2 separate regions of the Sus scrofa genome follow, and region 1 is linked to region 2. The links are chromatin contacts, called in public Hi-C maps. All regions are on one chromosome and are shown on one strand. The core of a region is the stretch at or near the end of the contact, and the rest is flanking DNA. Distances in the headings are between cores, read along the strand shown. Region 1 holds the start of PRUNE2 (protein prune homolog 2). Region 2 overlaps PRUNE2 (protein prune homolog 2).

The links. A called contact is a pair of places that touch in the nucleus more often than the background predicts.
Region 1: a Hi-C map of embryonic fibroblasts shows a contact between it and region 2, with 3 times the contacts expected there. The contact joins the promoter of PRUNE2 here to the enhancer-like site in region 2. A contact is called at or near these places in 6 of 47 Hi-C or Micro-C datasets (embryonic fibroblasts, fibroblasts, psoas muscle and 1 more) and 1 of 2 datasets of contacts at active chromatin or transcription factors (skeletal muscle).

Annotation. Positions count from the first base shown.
Region 1 is chr1:229,847,499-229,851,889 of Sscrofa11.1, reverse strand. It overlaps PRUNE2 (protein prune homolog 2), which reads left to right and starts at 2,668. Exons shown (of 27, transcript XM_021065057.1): 1 at 2,668-3,014. The coding sequence starts at 2,979.
Region 2 is chr1:229,763,286-229,767,963 of Sscrofa11.1, reverse strand. All of the region lies in intron 6 of PRUNE2 (protein prune homolog 2), which reads left to right. Among named protein-coding and RNA genes, the nearest start is that of PRUNE2, 84 kb to the left of the region's middle. Within about 2 kb of position 3,218, at least 15 of the 83 cell types and tissues checked have an H3K27ac peak or open chromatin away from gene starts, as enhancers often do. A contact at or near this core is called in embryonic fibroblasts and skeletal muscle, where this site is marked.

The DNA.
Region 1 (4,391 bases), core at 1,419-3,918, 84 kb before region 2:
TGTTATAATTTGTTACAGAAGCCTCAGGAAATTAATTCAAGTGTTCATTTTAGGAAGGCTTCCTAGAGGAGGTAAATTTTGATCAGCCTCTGCAAAGACATTGTTGGTGGAGGAAAAACTCAGGGAGCTAGATGTTGCGGTTTGAGTCCATCAGAAGAAAAATTTAAGAAAACTCAAGGCTCTGTAATACCTACCCAGAATGTTTAAAACAAAAATTCATCCCCAGTGGAGTCAGAGGGAAGGAATTCTTGGGAATTTTTCTTTGTAATGTTACTTGAATTGTGATCAACTTCATAGATTTAAAGTCTGAGAGAACACTTGTTTTACCTGGATGGTTTTAAATTACTTAAGTCAGCAAAGAAGCAGATAGAATCCATAGCTTCTGTACAGCTCATTGCCTGAATGCAAATCAGAGCTTAATATTCCTATCATTCTCTCTTAACCAGATCTGTAGACTCCACTGATTTCTTTTTTTTTGGGTCCTCCTGAATAAAAAAACAATTGGATAATTACACACACAAAGGGTGAGAGCAAGAGAGAGAGTGAGAGGGAGAGGGAAAAAAGGAGAGAGAGCAAAAAACCTACCATGTGTACATTTGCTCATTAAGATATATTTATTGAAGATTTGTATATGACATGAACTGCATTAGGACTACATCAATGAATGAGATAGGCAAGGTCTTTGTTCTCATGAATCTCAGCCTTTTGAGGCAATTTATAGTACAGTAGAAAATATAGGTTGCTATGAGAGAACATGGAAAGGGCAACTGACTTAGTCTTGAGGTAGGAAGGGAGGAGTAGGTCAGGGGAGGCTTCCTGGAGGAAGGTAACTTCTAAGCAACATTAGAAAACCCTGGGGCTGGTTAAGAATGAAAATTCTACACTGTAAACCAGCTATACTGGAAAAAATAAAAATCATTATTAAAAAAAGAGAAAATTCTTAGGCCCATTAAGCCAGACCTATGAAGCCAAAATTTCTGTTGGGGAGTTCCCATCATGGCTTAGTTGTAATGAACCTGACTAGTATCCATGAGGACTTGGGTTCCATCCCTGGCCTCGCTCAGTGGGTTAAGAATCTGACGTTGCCATGAGCTGTGGTGTATGTTGCAGATGCAGCTTGGATCTGGCATTGCTGTGGCTGTGGTGTAAGCCAGCAGCTGTAGCTCCAGTTTGACCCCTAGACTGGGAACTTTAACATGCAGCCCTAAAAAGACAAATATATATATATATATATATATCTTTTTTAGTACTTCACTGAATGGTCCAGCTATAAACTAATGTTTGAGAACCAGAGGATCATACCTGGGCTGACTATTAGAATCACTTGGAGCACTTTTACACCAGTCTGATGCTGTGGCCCTACCCTTAGAACTACTGATTCAGTTGGTCTGGAATAGAGCCTGGGAAGCAATATTTTCTAAAGGCCTGGGTGACTCTAATGTGATTTTAAAGTGCCCTCAGGGAGTTCCCATCATGGCTCAGTGGTTAACAAATCTGACTAGTAACCATGAGGTTGTGGGTTTGATCCCTGGCCCCTCTCATTGGGTTAAGGATCTGACATTGTCATGAGCTGTGGTGAAGGTTGCAGATGCAGCTTGGTTCCCAGGTTGCTGTGACTGTGGCATAGGCCAGCAGCTACAGCTTTGATTTGACTCCTAGCCTGGGAACCTCCATATGCTGCGGGTGTGGCCCTAAAAAGACCAAAAAAAAAAGACGAAATAAATAAATAAATAATAAATTAAAGTGCTCTCGGGGTTGAGCTCACCTCATTAAGCTGATAGCTGAATTGTGAGTTAGCCAGGCAGTGGGGGCTGGTGAGAGTGCAGGAAGGGTATTACAGGCAGATAGATGTGCCAAGGCCCAGATGTAAGAGAGAGCCTGAGGTATTATCTGGGGCTCTGATGAGGCTAGAGAGTACACACAACAAAATTCTGCAGCTTGAAATAAGGTTCATAGCTATAGGTTTCTGTGTTTGTTGCAGTACTTCTTAAACTTTAATGTATATGGAAATGATATAAGGATCTTGTGAAAACACAGACCCTTATGCAGTAGGAAGGTTATGTTGCCCTCTCAGTTCTTGAACATATTGTCAGAGTGGATGAGGACTGCAGAAGACTACGTGTCCTTAGCCCCAGGACCGATATAAGGACACCCAGTTGGGGTGAACCGCAGAGGACCGTTGCTGAGCAGGTACATTTTGAGGGTAAGGAGGAAAGATGTAGCCTAGCACAACCTCCTAGCCTTCTCTTCTGAATATTTTCCATCAAGGTCGTACTGCTTTTAGCTCAGCAGTAACCCCTCCACCCCTCAATCTAGCTGAGTGCATCCCCTAGCCATGCCAGCAGAGCCAGATCATTAAGTGACCGCTGGAGCTCTCTGTAACCTGCCAGTCAGCCAGGGAGGCGCTGGCCAAGGAGGGGGGGCCCTCTGGGGCCCTTTTCCCCCTCTCCCCTTCTTTCTATCTCTCCCAGCTGACAGCAGCGGTGCCTGCGGCAGAGCCTTCCTCTGCAGCAGCCCCTTGCACTTGGCTCGCACTTCTGGGCGCTGTCCATGGTTGCAGTATCTTTCAGCGCGCCACGTCAGGAGGCCTCAGCTGGGCCCTGCGATTGGCGGAGGAGCCCCTCGCCATCCTCCAGCACCCCCGCCCCCGCGCCCCGGCCCCGGAACTCTGGCCCCGCAGGCGCGTGCCTGTCAGCGTGTGGGGCGCGCCCTGGGGCTCCCGGGCGTCACACCCACTTTCCTTATTAGGGCAGAGTCGGGAGCCCAGAGCTGGCGTCTGGGAGCGGGGTGGGGCGGGAGCCCTGGGAGGCGACAGCCGAGGGCGCAGCCACAACCTCAGCCGCCTCCGAGCGGTAGGAGGGAGCAGCAGCTTGCTGCGCTCAGAAAGGCCACTTTGCGGGGACCCGGCTCCTCTCGCCCGGGAGGAGACAGGCCTCCGCGCCCTCCGGGTACCCCTGGTCCAACCCTCTTGCCACGACATGGAAGAATTTTTGCAACGCGCCAAGTCTAAACTGGTAAGTTGAGGGAACAAGGCTGTGTGCGTTGGTGCGCGCGTGTGCTGATGCAGGGCACTGCAGCAGAGGAGAAAGAAACAACTTTGCCACTTAGTTGTCAGGGTGTGTGGGCTGTTCCCCTGGAAAGAATCTCTGGAACTCAGGTGCTTGCTGCAGGCATTTTGTTTCCATAATCCTACCCCACAGCCGGGCTTCCCGTGTGGCTCACAACATAATCCTACCCCACAGCCAAAGCGCCGGGCTGAGAGGTGGTCGTAACCTGGCTGAAGTTGGATGTTGTATACAGCTTTGGTCTCTTTGGTTTAAGGTTGGAGAGAGGCAGATTCAGTTAAATCTGCAGTTTGCTCCCCCAGGCTAGAGGATAAATGGGTGTGGTGTTCCTTGCGGAAAAAGAGCCCAGCTGTCTGCAGATTCAGTACACAAAAGTGTAAAAGGAAAAGAAGCTGTACTTTAGCTGGAGGGGGTGGCAAAACGTTAACTAAGGAAATCAGGGTGCCGGCTGAGAGGAACATGTGCAAATGTTCTGTTTACCCATGCATCCCTCACATAGAGCTTGCTCCAGTGCCAGAGTTAGGGATATTCGAATGTGAATTGGCTCTCTGGTCCTTATTCAGATCTATAACTTGGGGCAGAAGCAGAAGGGGGAAAACCCAACTGTTGCTGGTGATGTGGGGTCTGCCAGACTGTCCTTCTCTTGGGAGGTGACCAGTATGTTGGCCAGCTCTGTTTAACTGTACCACTGTCCAAAGAGTGAAGGGTAATTTCATTGTGTATATTGACAGTTGCTACGTGTTCTGGAACAACAGATTCTAGCAGTTTCCTAAGTCCAAATTGTTTTGGCTTTCCAGCATTGCAGTAATGAACATAATGGAAATGTTGCTGTTTCGGCACTTCAGAAAAAAAGCTTTTGCCCATTTGGAAGCAATATCTTTAATGAACAGTGAAAGCACCTTTTACAGGCCTGGCATGGGAGGAAATGCATAATTCATGTTGCCTTTAACCTTTATAGAAGCCAAAATATAGAGTCTGCATAAAGATGACGTCTTAATCACAAGGCAGGATATTTACAGGGTTATTATTGTAGCTCATTTACCCTTACACAGCAAAGGGAATGAAGATAAAGGTGTGATTTTCACACAGATTTAACTGTAAGTATCTTTCAAAAGACCATCAAAGTTGATTAATGCTATTATAATTACGTTTTCTACCTTAAGCCCCCCAGAGAGTTGGTAGTTTGTGGTGATTTTGGAATTAAGAAGGTTCGTGATCATTTTTGTGTTTATTGCTGACACTTTTATAGGTTTACTTGAGCACACGAAGGAAAAAACTGATTGCAGATATCCCATGCATTTCTGATAGTATAAATACACTCTTTGT
Region 2 (4,678 bases), core at 1,969-4,468:
AAATGGCTTTGTCAGATATGTTAAACTGTAAATGTTTGTCAAGCTGAATCAGTGATAAAACGATCATCTTAATCATGACAGTAATTTACATAGAGGTCCAGTAATTAATCAGGCAGTTAAGTACATCTCTGGAAGAGCTATATGATCTTCTGGGAGGAGGGGAAAGGACATTTATACATATAAAGAAGGGTGCACATATTAACTAGCTGAATGAGAGCTTTTCACTTGGGCATAATGGGGTTATTAATGATGACAGAAGTGGAGAAGGAACTCTTTAGTAACATTGAGTATCTTCTTTGAAAGAGAAAATGTACATTATTTATTTAATCTTTTAGTTGGAAAAAATCCCCCAGCCAAGGGCAGAGTTTTGTTTTCTCCATAGATCATCCTATGATACAGTGGCATTTTCGCAATCTATTTATACTTGATTATATTTCAACCTTCCTTTCTCATTTCTGTTTAAAAATAAAGACAGAATTCCCACTGTCTTATTTTGTGTGTTTTACAACATCTGTCTAATTGCCTTTTAAATCTAGATATATTCTAAAGAAATGTTCTTAGTTCCTCTAACTTTCTAACTCTCACTTGTCCTCCAAAGCATGGTCAAGACCTAGCTACTTCATGATAACTCTTAGAAATTCTCCGTTTTCTATTCCACTTGCAAAATTGAGCAATTTAGGACTTAAATATATACTATATCTTCCATTAATTTTGAACTTGTTTCAAATATTTTAAATTCATTGGGGATAAACATGGTCTCATTGACTTCTATCTTCCTTTAATTTCCTGGCACAGGGCTGGGCACATAGTAAGTACTTGGTAAATAGAAATGCATAGTACATGTTGGTGTCTGCCATTTGTTCCTTTGATATCTTATTTTTATTTGCTTTTAATTTGAAGTAAATCAGTGAGGAAAGAAAAGCTATCTAACTGTGTATCCAAGGCAACCTACTTTTCCTTCCAATCAGTTTCTACTGTGGCTGAAGGCTGAGATAAGATAAATAAAATATGGCCTACATATTTATGAGTAGAACTCTTGTCCAACTGTCCAAAAATGGAGTGGGTGACTTTATAAGATAGTTAGCTGTTGTCACTGGAAGGAATTAACTGGAAGTTCTGTGGGATGTTAGGGAAAGAAGGAAAGAGAATTCCTTACATTTTCAGTGACCCTTTACAATGCTGCAATTCCACAGTTGTATGTGTCATGGCCTTTATTTGCCTGATGACCCAGTTAATTTTCTTGGGAACTACTGAGAAAATGAGAAGAATTTGTCTCCTTGCAGCATACACAGCATGTTCTTTGGAGGGAACCACTGGTTTGGGAGGCAGAAACCACTGCCTTTGACAGATGGGTTAACTCTAGCCCTCTATGTTATAATGAGGAAGCTATGAAACCTTTTGTTTCTCATTTTTATTGTAGTAGATTTCACAAATGATAGTTGTTCTAATTAAGGTTTATATAGATTGTTGAAAGATCTACCATCAAAAGTGAATAATTATAATAATACTGAGTTTCAGTTCTTTGTTCAGTATATGAGGTCAGAATGAACATGACTTTGAAAAGCAGTGGATAAAAAATGGAGCTCATCAGAAGCAAGGCCAGAGGGCTAGTTCTTGCAAAGGGAACTTGGAAGCTAGGACCATGAAAAAGACACCACAGTCCCATTTCACATGGCTTCTGGTTCATTCTGAGTCTGAACATAGCACACATCCTAGGGGGCATACACACCGCATGTTGGAATCCACTTCATTTTTGTTGTACCCTTTATCATTGTTTGCCAATTTCCTGGCACAGGGCTGAGGGCATAGTAAGTACCTGGTAAATACAAATACTTAGTACCTGTTTGTGTCTGCCATTGGTTCTTCAGAAAAGAGACACAGGTAATTTTGATTTTGTTCTGATCCTTCATTTTAGTGGTGGAAGCAGTAGTGAGAAGCAAAAGTTGCCAAAATCAAAATCTGTGTTAAAAATTTTTAAATAACAAAGCCTTCGGGGAAAGAAGAAGAGAATTTATGGATGTTAAAGGACATGTTTAACTGGAGCAAACTTTGCCTTTGCTTTTGCCAGCAGAATGACGTGGTGATTATACATCCTGGGCCCACTTTACTTCTAGTAAAGCAGTAAATCAAGATGTTAAGAGAAAGGGACGCATCTTTCCATTCCAATAAGGCACCACTGAAGCAAATGAGATTGCTCATGGCAGTACGATATGAACAGTTCCCTTGCCAGCACCTGGTATTATTATGTCTCCTCTAAGCATCTCCCAAAAGGCTATGAGTCATTAGCATCTCTCCTCAGGAAGAACAATAACCAGGCACTTACTTGATCCATTTTGTTATAACCAATCACATTCTGATTTATTCCTGCATGTGTACAGTATCCATTTGTTGCCATAACAAAGCACCACAAACTGTGATTTAAACCACAGAAATTTATTGTGTCATAGTGTGGAAGTGAGAAGTCTGAGATCTGGGATTGGCAGGATAGCTTCCTTCTAAAGGCTGAGAGAGAATCAGCTGTGCCCCTGTCCTCGCTTCTAGTGGTTTGATGGCAATCTTTGGCATTCCTTGGTTTGTAGAAGCATCACCTTGGTCTCTGCCTTTGTTTTCACATTCTCTTCCCTCTATGCATGTCTCCAGAGTTTTCCTTTATTTACAGACACTAGTCATATCAGTTTAGGGTCCACCCAAATGACTTTATCTTAACTGTTCCATTTAGTTAAATACACACACACACACACACACACACACACACACACACACACACACACACACATATATAATATCTGCAATGACCCTCTTTCCAAAAAAGGTCACATTCTGAGGTGTTGAAGGATAGGAATTCAACATTTGAGAGGGGACACAATTCAACCCATAACATACTATTCATGAAAGTGGTCATTTTCCAGACAATTTAGAAGCATGAAACTTAAAAGACTGTATGAATGGACCTGTTACCTACTAAGCACATTTCATCTGTCACTTCCACATGTTTTTATTTTAAATCAGTTTCCTTTAAATGAGGAACAGTGGAGATTTTCAGCTCCTGAAATTTTGTCTCCTTTGTTCAGAGCTGGCATCCAAGGGAATAGCTCGAGCCTGTTTTCTCTCCAGGGTCCCCTCATGACCAGACATTCTGCTATTTGAAACCTGGAATAGAACTCAAGGGATGCATTCTGATAAAGTGACTCAGAACGCTGACTCACTCTGCCCTGCGCAGAGATTACCAGCCAAGCTGCACCTTGGAACACTGCAGAGGGAAAAATACCAACAGTGTCCCTTAGTGTTTAGCGCACAGACCAGAATGAATTCCCAAGATCACTGTTAAACTCCTCAGTAACGAAAGTGAACACTTACTTAGGCTGCAGTCGAAGCATCTTTGAACCATTGTAATGGGTGGTTTAAGGCTGAGCAAGCCAGTCTGAAACCTAGTTGACCCATTTTAAGCATCAAATATGATTTTTTCATGCGTTTGAGCTCGGAGATTTTTGGAGTTCAAGATGAAGGTACCTCCAGAGTATTTGCCTACCTTATTTTGTCATAAAATTGCATGGCAATATTTGGAGAAGTACGTTAGTTTTGATTAATGTATTTTTCAAAATGCCAGTCATTTATGCCAGAGGTGAATTGTCAGAGCCATTTGGCCAATGAATGGAACTATGCAACCCCTGCCTCTATTTCCTTTTCGGTCCATGGCTTCCAACTCCTGCTTGCTAAGAAGTTAACATTTGATGATGAGCCCTCATGTGTGCCAGGGAGTAGAGGAAGAATTTTCAAGCATTATCTTATTGAATCCTCCCAGCAACCCCATGAGGTAGATGTGTTGTGATTACCCCTGTATTGGTTAAGGTAGCTCTAACAGCAGAAACAGATACACCCCAAATCGCAAAGACACAACACACATGTTGTTCATTTTTTGCTCACCCAGCAATCCAGTTTAGCATTCCTGGTTGGGTGGCCAGAGGAGATTCAGAAACCATCTTTAACACATGGCTCCCAATATTGCCTGGGACATATTCATCCTATCTCTCAAGATAGAGAAGAGCTGAGAGGGCCAAAGATGGGAGGTTTTATGGATTTTCTTGGAGTGTGACATCTGTCACTTCTGCTCACATGTCACTGGCCCAATCACATGGTTGTATCTAACTGCAGGAAGGCTGAGAGATGTAGTCTAGTTGTGTGCCCAAGAAGAACAAGTCTCTGCTATAATCTCCATCATAGAGGTGAGGAAATTGGAATCTAGAAAGGCTAAATCATTTGGCTAATGTAGAGCTGGGACCAGAATCAGGGTCTGTCCTGCCCACGCACTGTGTTCACTACTTGGGATGTGACACCCACTCTGGGTTCACTAGTAAGTCATTAGGTGTCTGCCTGATCTCCAGGTGTCAGACAGGTAGATATGCATCCTTAGGTGATTCTTGGTTGGAACTCACATTTTCCCTCCTCTTGGTACCAAGCCTCTTCCTTTTTATGTTCCTATTTTGGCTTCTTTTAAAAATCATTTTAATTTCTGATCTGTAAACACCATATAACTTCTACACATCCATAGTAAATATAATTATTTACCCTTATAGGAGATTTAGAAAAGCCAAATAGATAAAAATAATAATAAGAAAAAAGATTATGAGGTGAGGGCTAGGACACACCATGTAGGAAGGAAGGAATTCTGATGGTTTTT